Regions from separate parts of the Ovis aries genome. Here region 2 is linked to region 1. Evidence: chromatin contacts called from public Hi-C data. All regions are on one chromosome and are shown on one strand. Each heading gives the region's core, a stretch centred on a gene start, on an enhancer-like site or on the middle of the called end of the contact. The rest is flanking DNA. Distances are from core to core; before and after follow the strand shown. Region 1 holds the start of LOC121818811 (a long non-coding RNA gene). Region 2 has its middle 200 kb from the start of SH3BP4.

What was found. A called contact is a pair of places that touch in the nucleus more often than the background predicts.
Region 2: a Hi-C map of hypothalamus shows a contact between it and region 1, with 6 times the contacts expected there. The contact joins two enhancer-like sites. A contact is called at or near these places in 7 of 16 Hi-C or Micro-C datasets (hypothalamus, mixed tissues, omental adipose tissue and 3 more).

The regions. Positions count from the first base shown.
Region 1 is chr1:5,545,234-5,550,583 of ARS-UI_Ramb_v3.0, reverse strand. The region is part of intron 1 of AGAP1 (ArfGAP with GTPase domain, ankyrin repeat and PH domain 1); the gene reads left to right. It overlaps LOC121818811 (a long non-coding RNA gene), which reads left to right and starts at 106. Exons shown (of 3, transcript XR_009600460.1): 1 at 106-546; 2 at 727-1,051; 3 at 1,120-5,350. Within about 2 kb of position 3,708, at least 4 of the 54 cell types and tissues checked have an H3K27ac peak or open chromatin away from gene starts, as enhancers often do.
Region 2 is chr1:5,948,093-5,952,820 of ARS-UI_Ramb_v3.0, reverse strand. No RefSeq gene overlaps it. Among named protein-coding and RNA genes, the nearest start is that of SH3BP4, 200 kb to the left of the region's middle. Within about 2 kb of position 2,935, at least 13 of the 54 cell types and tissues checked have an H3K27ac peak or open chromatin away from gene starts, as enhancers often do.

The DNA.
Region 1 (5,350 bases), core at 2,459-4,958:
TGCAGGAGTCAGGAGGTGACGGGGTGATGCTGGACACAGGCTGGAGGAGTCAGGAAGTGACAGGGTGATGCTGGACACAGGCTGGAGGAGTCAGGAGGTGACAGGGTAATGCTGGACTCAGGCTGCAGGAGTCAGGAGGTGACGGGGTGATGCTGGACACAGGCTGCAGGAGTCAGGAGGTGACGGGGTGATGCTGGACACAGGCTGGAGGAGTCAGGAGGTGACAGGGTGATGCTGGACACAGGCTGGAGGAGTCAGGGGGTGACGGGGTGATGGTGGATACAGGCTGGAGGAGTCAGGAGGTGACGGGGTAATGCTGGACTCAGGCTGCAGGAGTCAGGAGGTGATGGGGTGATGGTGGACACACTGGAAGAGTAAGGAGGTGATGGGGCGATGCCGGACACAGGTTGGAGGAATCAGGAGGTGACGGAGTGATGCTGGACACAGGCTGGAGGAGTCAGGAGGTGACAGGGTAATGCTGGACTCAGGCTGCAGGAGTCAGGAGGTGACGGGGTGATGCTGGACACAGGCTGCAGGAGTCAGGAGGTGACGGGTGATGCTGGACACAGGCTGGAAGGAGTGGACACATGGTGGTTGGAGGAATCAGGACGGAGTGATGCTGGACACAGGCTGGAGGAGTCAGGAGGCTGACAGGAGGTGTGGAGGCTCAGGCTGCAGGAGTCAGGAGGTGACGGTGTGCTGGACACAGGCTGCAGGAGTCAGGAGGTGATGGGGTGATGCTGGACACAGGCTGGAGGAGTCAGGAGGTGACAGGGTGATGCTGGACACAGGCTGGAGGAGTCAGGAGGTGACGGGGTGATGGTGGATACAGGCTGGAGGAGTCAGGAGGTGACGGGGTAATGCTGGACTCAGGCTGCAGGAGTCAGGAGGTGATGGGGTGATGGTGGACACACTGGAAGAGTAAGGAGGTGATGGGGCGATGCTGGACACAGGTTGGAGGAATCAGGAGGTGACGGAGTGATGCTGGACAGAGGCGGGAGGAGTCAGGAGATGACGGGTGATGGTGGACACAGGCCAGAGGAGTCAGGAGGTAATGCTGGACTCAGGCTGCAGGAGTCAGTGATGGTGGACACAGATGCTGGCTGGAGGAGTCAGGAGGTGACGGGGTGATGCTGGACACAGGCCGAAGGAGTCAGGAGGTGACAGGGTGATGCTGGACACAGGCTGGAGGAGTCAGGAGGTGACGGGGTAATGCTGGACTCAGGCTGCAGGAGTCAGGAGGTGATGGGGTGATGGTGGACACACTGGAAGAGTAAGGGGGTGATGGGGCGATGCTGGACACAGGTTGGAGGAATCAGGAGGTGACAGGGTGATGCTGGACACAGGCCAGAGGAGTCAGGAGGTGACGGGGTGATGCTGGACACAGGCCGGAGGAGTCAGGAGGTGACAGGGTGATGCTGGACACAGGCTGCAGGAGTCAGGAGGTGACGGGGTGATGGTGTACACGCTGGAGGAGTCAGGAGGTGACGGGTGATGCTGGACACAGGCTGCAGGAGTCAGGAGGTGATGGGTGATAGTGGACTCTGGCTCCAGGTATCAGGAGGTGACGGGGTGATGCTGGACACAGGCTGCAGGAGTCAGGAGGTGATGGGGTGATGGTGGACTCAGGCCACAGGAGTCAGGAGGTGAAGGGGTGATGCTGGACACAGGCTGCAGGAGTCAGGAGGTGACGGGGCAATGCTGGTCAGGCCACAGGATTCAGGAGGTGACAGGGCAATGCTGGTCAGGCCACAGGATTCAGGAGGTGATGGGTGATGCTGGACACAGGCTGGAGGAGTCAGGAGGTGATGGGTGATGGTGGACACAGACTGGAGGAGTCAGGAAGTGATGGGTGATGGTGGACTCAGGCTCCAGGTATCAAGAGGTGACGGGTGATGCTGGGCACAGGCTGGAGGAGTCAGGAGGTGATGGGTGATGGTGGACACAGACTGGAGGAGTCAGGAAGTGATGGGTGATGGTGGACTCAGGCTCCAGGTATCAGGAGGTGACGGGTGATGGTGGACACAGGCCGCAGGAGTCAGGAGGTGACGCCAGCCCTGCCGAAGGAGAAGAGATGTCTGGTCCCAGATGTGGCTCCAGGGCTCCCGATTGTGGTTTCAGAACGTTTGGCCCCGGGTTGACCCTGACCTTGGAGATGTGTGAGCGGGCTGCGCTGGCGGTGCTGCTCCGTGTCTCAGTGTGGCCATGTGTCGTGGCCATTGAGTGTCACACCACGGCTTTCAGTGCCCCGAGGCCAGGACTCCCGCCCTGTCCAAGTGTGCTGGCCAGGTCTGCGCTCTGGAGATGGGTGTTGCCCCAGGTGTCCCCGATGGCCCATTGAGAACCACGCGGGCCCCCTTTAGAGGCAGCAGCAGCTCCTTGCTCCGACAGAAGCCCCGCTGCTGGGTCATGGGCTTGCTGCATAGTAATGTGGTCAGGTTTGAAGGGCAACCTCGAGGTCAAAGGAACGCCCAGAGTTGGGCTTCTTACACTGAAGGGCAGCATCCCTTTAGCAGGATGTGCAAACGTGTTTCTCAGCAGGCCTTGCATCACAAGCATGGACCAGACATCGAGGGTTTTTGCTGCCGGAGTGGTGACCCGAGGGAGCTGGGAGTCCGCCAGAACTCGGGCACCCGGGGACCAAGCCCGTCTCTCCATCGCTGGCAACTAGAGTTTGGGGCCAGTGCGCCTCCTCCCAGCCTCCCAGGAAAGCCAGCGTGCTGCACCGGGTCCTGCGTTTCCTCTCTAACACTCTGACCCCGGCCAGCAGCTTCGGCAAGAATTTACAGAACTGGGTTTTTTTTTTTTTTTTTTTTTTTTTGATGAAATGTGTTCCTGAAGCTGGGGGAGAATGTCCCCTGTGTTTTAAAGTTGGAATGGTTCCCTAGTAAACTGGCCATCCCCAGACCTCTGTACACATTTTCTAGGATAACCGTCTCTTCGCCCTGACAGGTAGAGGCTGAAGGCCAACGCCAAGGTCCCGGCGCAGCTTGGAGGAGGCCGAGGTTGGGCAGGCCACCCCCGCGTGGCCATCACCGTTGGAGGACCACGGCCACGGGCATGTTCCCAAAGGAGGGTGTTTGGGCCCAAGTGACTGTCTCGGGTCAGTAGTTGTCTGCTGGGAAGAGGGCACACTTGGGTCTGTGGAAGGAGGGTCCCCAGCTGTCTTGTGGAGGCTGGAGGCCATAGGTGGGTTTGGAGGGGACCCTTAAAAAAAGATCTCACAGAAGTGAGTCTATTTTTACTAAATAAATTTTTTTCCTTTCTAAAAACTCAAAAGTTAACAGGTACGTTCAGATCTATTACACATCATGTTCTCACCCGTTGGTATCCACCGTCATCTTAATTTCTTCTGGGGGTGGTCAGCTCCTTGTTTTGTGCAGACCCCCCAAATGAAGCTGATCTGGTCACCTCTCTTTAGTTGGAGAAGTTCTTGAGATGGTGGGGTGGTGGTGAAAAGCCGTAGCCACATGCTGCTGGGGTTTGCGCCAAGCAGAGCTAAATGGAGTAACCACTTAACCGCTAAGGTTACGGATCACAGCGGACACCGCGGGCATGTCGAGACGGGTTCTGACTGCAGATTAGATGTGGGCGGGGGCAAGGGGAGGTGGGCTCATCAGCTAGTCAGGTGCAGATCGGGGAAGTGAGGCGGAAAAGTGATACCTCCTGTTTAAACAGTAGGTGTGAGGATGTTAGTTGACTCTGGGCTCCGTATGACTCAGCTCTGTGGCGTGGGAGCATTTGTGTGTGTACAATGGTGGGTGTGTGTACAGGTGGGTGGCTGAGCCCTCAGGTTGCCTGCAGGGCATGCCATCTGGGAGAAGTAGGAGCCACTGATCCACCCCTGGCAGACCACCCAGGCTGACCTCCGCCAGCTCCCCTCGCAAGGGTGTTCTGGATGTGGTGGGATCCACCGGGTGTGGGGCAGTAGCCTGGGGAAGGTGCTCACCTGGCGGCTTTCTTGTGCACGTTTCGCTGGAGTGCCATTCGGCTTGAAGAATTTGCACCAGGAGAATTCGTGTGTGTCACTGGCAACCCCGTCAAGACACAGAAAATGACCGAGGCGGCGGTTTTCAGTCCCTTGCAAACAGACACTTTCTCTGACTCCGTGGTTAGTTCATTCTTGTGCCGGTTAGTGAGGAACCACTCCCTAAGTCCTTATTTGAATGGATGAATCAGTGCCTCGAGTTGAATAAGTTTTGAACTGTTGTAGGGAGGTCTTACCCAAATATAAACATGGCTGTAATAATAGAACCCCTTTGATTGATATGTCACTGATTAATTACACAAACACCTCTTACCTCCTCATTACGTGAAGAGCTTTCTCCTAGGGATCAGCAAGTGGAGACATGGGAAGGAGTCCCAGTCAAACAGAACCGAGTGCAGACGGAGATAGAGGCAGTTAGAGGGAATTAGAGACGGCACTTGTTCATTTCTGCATCTTCCTGGTGACGATCGGAGGTGTGCCTTGACTTGCGAGCTCACCGGGGGCCCTACTTTCCTTGAAGGACTGGCAGGACTGTGTTTCCTCTGTGGCACAGGGGTCTCTTGTATTGGAAGGATGCTCAGGGCAGGGGTGGTCGTGAATGGAGCCGCCTCCGTGGAGGTGGGGACCCAGTGGGAAGCCCTAGGTCCTGCGGCTCCCGTATAGCTTCCCAGGAGCTGAAGTCCAGTCCTTTGCTGAGTGTAAGGAACTTGATCACTTTCCCTGGAGGATTTTGTTCAAGCCCCTGCTAAATGAAAATTGTCATGGGGGAGGGTAGTTCTCAGAGTTTATTATGGATCAGGTATCTTAGAGTGCAGGGAAAGCTGTGGTTCTTTCTCCTTCTAGCAGCCTTCCACGATCACCCCCCAGGGTCCCTCCCCTCATTTCCACCCCCCACCCTGGTGCTTGTCCTCGCTGCTGAGATGGGCAGACTTCTTTGGAACCCGAGACACTGTGACTGCCTGCACGCCGGGTCAGGTCTGGCCTCTGATGATGTTTAACTCCTCCGCATTAGTGAAATCCTGATTTAGGATAGTAATTGGCTTTTAGGAGAGCTATTAACAGGGCTCCAGAGATGAGTCATTAAGAAGTTACACTCTATCTGTTTAAGTGCCTCAATTCCTTTTTGGGAAAATTTCTAGATTTCCTGAAATTCACAGAGGGATGCACATTGTTCTTTCTATTCCTTTTACATCCTTTTTTTTTTTTTTTTTAACTTGGGGATTATTAGTGTAAATTACAGACCAAGAATGCCAGAAACGTCTTGACTTAACTAAAATTTATCCCAGGGCTCAGTGGCTACAGCTGGCCTCCCTTTATAGGTTGTGTGGGGGATTGTTGTTACTGATGGGACTCTTTCAAGAC
Region 2 (4,728 bases), core at 1,686-4,185, 400 kb before region 1:
TCATTAGAAGGACTGATGCTGAAACTGAAGCTCCAATATTTCAGAAGAACTGACTCATTTGAAAAGACCCTGATACTGGGAAAGATTGAAGACCGAAGGAAAAGGGAATGAAGAGGATGAGATAGTTGGCATCACCGACTCAATGGACATGAATTTAAGCAGGCTCTGGGAGCTGGTGATAGACAGGAAAGCCTGATGTGCTGCAGTCCATGGGGCTGCAAACTGTTGGATACGACTAAGCGACTTAAGTGACTTAACTGACTGAAGGTAACATTTACAGCCCCAGGAGGACCTGATGTCTTTGAAGGCCATTATACAGCCAACCACATTCATTAAACCTTGTTCAAGTTGTCCTTGGGGAAGGCAATGGCAACCCACTCCAGTACTCTTGCCTGGAAAATCCCATGGATGGAGGAGCCTGGTAGGCTGCAGTCCATGGAGTCGCTAGGAGTTGGACACGACTGAGCGACTTCACTTTCACTTTTCACTTTCATGCATTGGAGAAGGAAATGGCAACCCACTCCAGTGTTGTTGCCTGGAGAATCCCAGGGACCGGGGAGCCTGGTGGGCTGCCGTCTCTGGGGTCGCACAGAGCTGGACACGACTGAAGTAACTTAGCAGCAGCAGCAGCAGCAAGTTGTCCTAGTTTGAAGATGCTGCCTGCCCCCTGCTAGGACCTGAGGGATACAGCCTGGATCATAATATTTGAAAGAGTGCAAATTCAAGCCACATAAATATGTTAATTTGATAACTTGCACATGGCTTTCGGAAACCATTTATATGTTAATGACTCCTGAATTTATATCCCTAGTCCATTCCTTTCCTCTGAGTTTCAAGATCATTTATACCCACTTGAATACTTGCTATTACCTTTTGGATAGTTCCATTTTTGTTTCGTTTCAGAGGCACCTCAGGCTTTGTTCTTGTGGCAAATCCCATCTCTTCTCTTGTCCTATGTCCCACCTGCTCCTTCTCAACTCTTCCCGGTCACAGCAAGTCCCACCACCATCCACGAGTTCACTCCAGTTGTCACTTCTTTATCTCAACAAGCTCCCCGCACCCGCCAAACCATTCAGTGCGGTCTACCTCCAGTTCATTACTGTAGGATGCAGGTTCCACTCCACAACAGATGTAGAATCTCTTCTGTTCTTCCCATTCCTGCCGACTCCCACCTAGTTCATGGACCACCTCGGACCTGAGTCACAGCAATGACCTCCTGAACACCTCCTGTCTCTCCTCTCCAGTCCTCTCCATACGAACATCCAGAGAGAGAGTTTGCAACCCTAGCTCGGATCACATCACTGCCATCTAAAATATGTCTGTACTCTCAGGGGCATCCTTGCCCTCACTCAGCACTTTTTGCTGAGCCCTTTCCCACCTCCCTCCTTCCCATCCACATCCCCTGAGGCTGGACTGATCTTTTCCCCAGAGCTTCACAGGTTTGGGTTGTTTGTGTCTTGTTTATCCAGTTCTCAGTTCAGTTCAGTCACTCAGTCGGGTCCGACTCTTTGCGACCCCATGGACTGCAGCACCATGGACCAGGCCTCCCTGTCCATCACCAATTTCTGGAGTTTACTCAAACTCATGTCCGTTGAGTCAGTGATGCCATTCAACCATCTCATCCTTTGTCGTCCCCTTCTCTTCTCGCCTTCAATCTTTACCAGCATCAGGGTCTTTTCAAATGAGTCAGTTCTTTGCATCAGGTGGTCAAAGTATTGGAGTTTCAGCTTCAGCATCAGTCCTTTCAATGAATAGTCAGGACTGATTTCCTTTAGGATGGACTGGTTGGATCTCCTTGTTCAAGGGACACTCAAGAGTCTTCTCAACACCACAGTTCAAAAGCATCGATTCTTCAGTGCTCAGCTTTCTTTATAGTCCAACTCTCACATCCATACATGACCACTGGAAAAACCATAGCCTTCACTAGACCTTTGTTGGCAAAGTAATGTCTCTGCTTTTTAATATGCTGTCTAGGTTCTCAGCAGTTTTCAGTTTGGTGGGAAGATCATGATCCCATCTCTTAATGAGATGAGCAGGAGAGTCATCTTGTGAATGGTGAGAATGTTAGGAGGCATGAAGGGCTGTGCCACTGGTGAAACTCCCACATGGTAGACAATGGTAGAAAGAGGCTGACCTGGGGAAGCAGTCTCCCTAGGAACAGAAGGGCCTTCTGGGTCCTAAAGTCATTCTGGGCTGGTGACCACTCCTCCTGGGTTCTGCTGAGAAGTGACTGGGCTGTTCCTTCCAGGATGGGAGGCACCTGGCCTATGGGGGAGATTCTATCAGCACTGTGTCCCCATGTGTCCCTGCTCAAGGTCACTGGCAGAGCCCAACTTACAAAGTGCTGCCTCACCATCCTCAGTGACCCATCAAGTGACCATCTGTGCCGGTGTCCTTAGCCTGATGGTCAGGTCTCTGCATCCTTCTGACAGCAGTGATTGCCACCTCAAAGAGGAAGTCCAGATTCCTGCTGGATGTGAGAAAAAGGCACCCTCAGATCTGGAATGAGTCACAAAACAGAAATATCGGCATGGTCAATGCCAAGGTTACCATACACTAGCTGAGAGGTCCAGAAGCACCTTCCAGGTTACGAACAAACCAGTCCATCCTGAAGGAAATCAACCCTGACTATTCATTGGAAGGACTGATGCTGAAGCTGAAGCCCCAGTGCTTTGGCCACCTGATGTAAAGAGCCGACTCACTGGAACAGACCTTGATGCTGGGAAAGATTGAGGGCAGGAGGAGAAGGGGGTGGCAGAGGATGAGATGGTTGGACGGCATCACTGACTCAGTGGACATGAATGTGAGAGAATTCCGGGAGACAGCGAAGGACAGGGAAGCCTGGTGTGCTGCAGTCCACGCAGCCCACAAAGAGTGGGACAGGACTTAGTGACTGAGCAACAACAGCTAAGCATCCATGGCCTGAAGCGGCTACTGCGCACACGCTGAAATCTCTAAGGCATGCGCACTTGGGTCTCAGGGCACAGGCTCCCAGCGAGGCGAGGGCCGGGGCAGCCCAGGTGGGTTTGAGGGTATTAGCACCTGGAGAATCACCTGCATTCTGCTCTACAGCTCCCAAGGCCACACATAAATCATGGTTGTTTTTCCCCCCCTGTGGTCACTAGATGTCACTGCAGGAAAAAATCTGACCAGAAAACAGATGCGAGGGAGAGAGACATTAATGTTTTGGATCCTAAGGAAGTGGTTGCCTTGGCAACAGGGAGCACGTGAAAGAACTTCCTTCTTCGGGAACAGCATGAGGCTTGTGAGTGATGGTTTAGGCAGTGCCTCAAACGGAAGACACTGTCCGGAGCCAAAACCCATGTATGGGCCCCGGATGAAGCAACACTGGGTGATGGGCTGCAGGGAGACACAAAGGCCAGAGAAAGAGGGGAGAGGGGCGATGGACAGATGGACGAGGGGCATCTAGCAGTGGGAGTGCTTAGCAGCCCTTGCTGATTCTAAGCCTGAATTCCAAGGACAGGCACACAATCAGAACGGTATTTTTTCTCTGCAGCTGTTCGTTATCCAGGAAAGGTGTCCTTTCTTGGCAAATTCAACCACAACTACAGAAATACTGAGAGCCGAGCCCAGCACCAAGCCTGTGCCCATGGATGACTCCACTTCAGATGCTAAACCACTAACAAGGGATGAGGATGTAGGTGGGGGGGTGGGGTGTAGGGGCCAGAGGGCAAGGGGCATCCAGCTCACCTGGGGTCACCACTCTCTTCTGCTTTCCCACTTTCCATCTACACCTTTTCTTGAGGATGGGGACTCTCCCTTGAGATGCAAGATGGGAGAATGGGAGAGAAGATGGGAGAAGTGTAGGCTGAATGTTCTAAGCTTCCCCGCTGGTCTTGGGTTTTAAGGACCGACCAGCTGGCTGACGGCAGGCAGGGAAGGTGCAGACAGAGATTCACTGCCCCCTGAGCAGCACAGCCCTGAGCAGAGTGGTAACAGGGTGAGCTCTTTGCCCCCCATCTCTCCACTCTCTTCCCTCTACCCCCTCTCCACCCCAAGATGCCAGGGTCCTTGAACTGCCCTCTGGATTCTCCAAAGGTCTGCTGTACACTAAGCTTCCTGCCTCCTCAGAGCTGGTTCCCAGAGCCCTGCTGAACTTTGGACTTGGAATAATCTAGCTCACCAGAGCCCAAGGTATAGCCCCTTCAGGGGATGTTAGTGGTTTCAAGAGTGGTTTCTTAACCAAATGCATCCTATCTAATAATGCCTGCAATGAGAGGTCAGAGAATTCTAGACTGGATTCCAACCAGAGCTTCCAAACCAAGAATTTCCAGTTTACCAAGGCCCTAGGCAGGGTCTTCCATGAAGCCCCATGTGCAGCAGAGTGGGCCCGGCCAGGGAGGACGACATCCCCAAGCTCCGATCTGGGAAGTAACTGGTGTTTCCTGGATGGTCCTCAGGGAGGGCAGCCAGAGGAAATAGTACCCTTTGGAGATCAGGACAAATTACAAACAACAGGGAGGTACATTCCGAAGGCCAAGGTCCTCACAAAATTGAAGTCTAAACTGTCCAGCCAGGAGGGGGTTTTGTGCCTCAATCACATCAGAGCCTCGCAGGAAGCGGGTGTGATGGGCGTGGTGATCCATGAGAGTCTGGAGGAATCGGCATCAGATAGTAGGTCCTAGTGGAGGGCTGGGGTCGGAGGGCGGGGAGGGCCTTAGGAGCAGCTGCCCGATCCCCAAGGGTCCTGACCCCTTTCTGCTTATG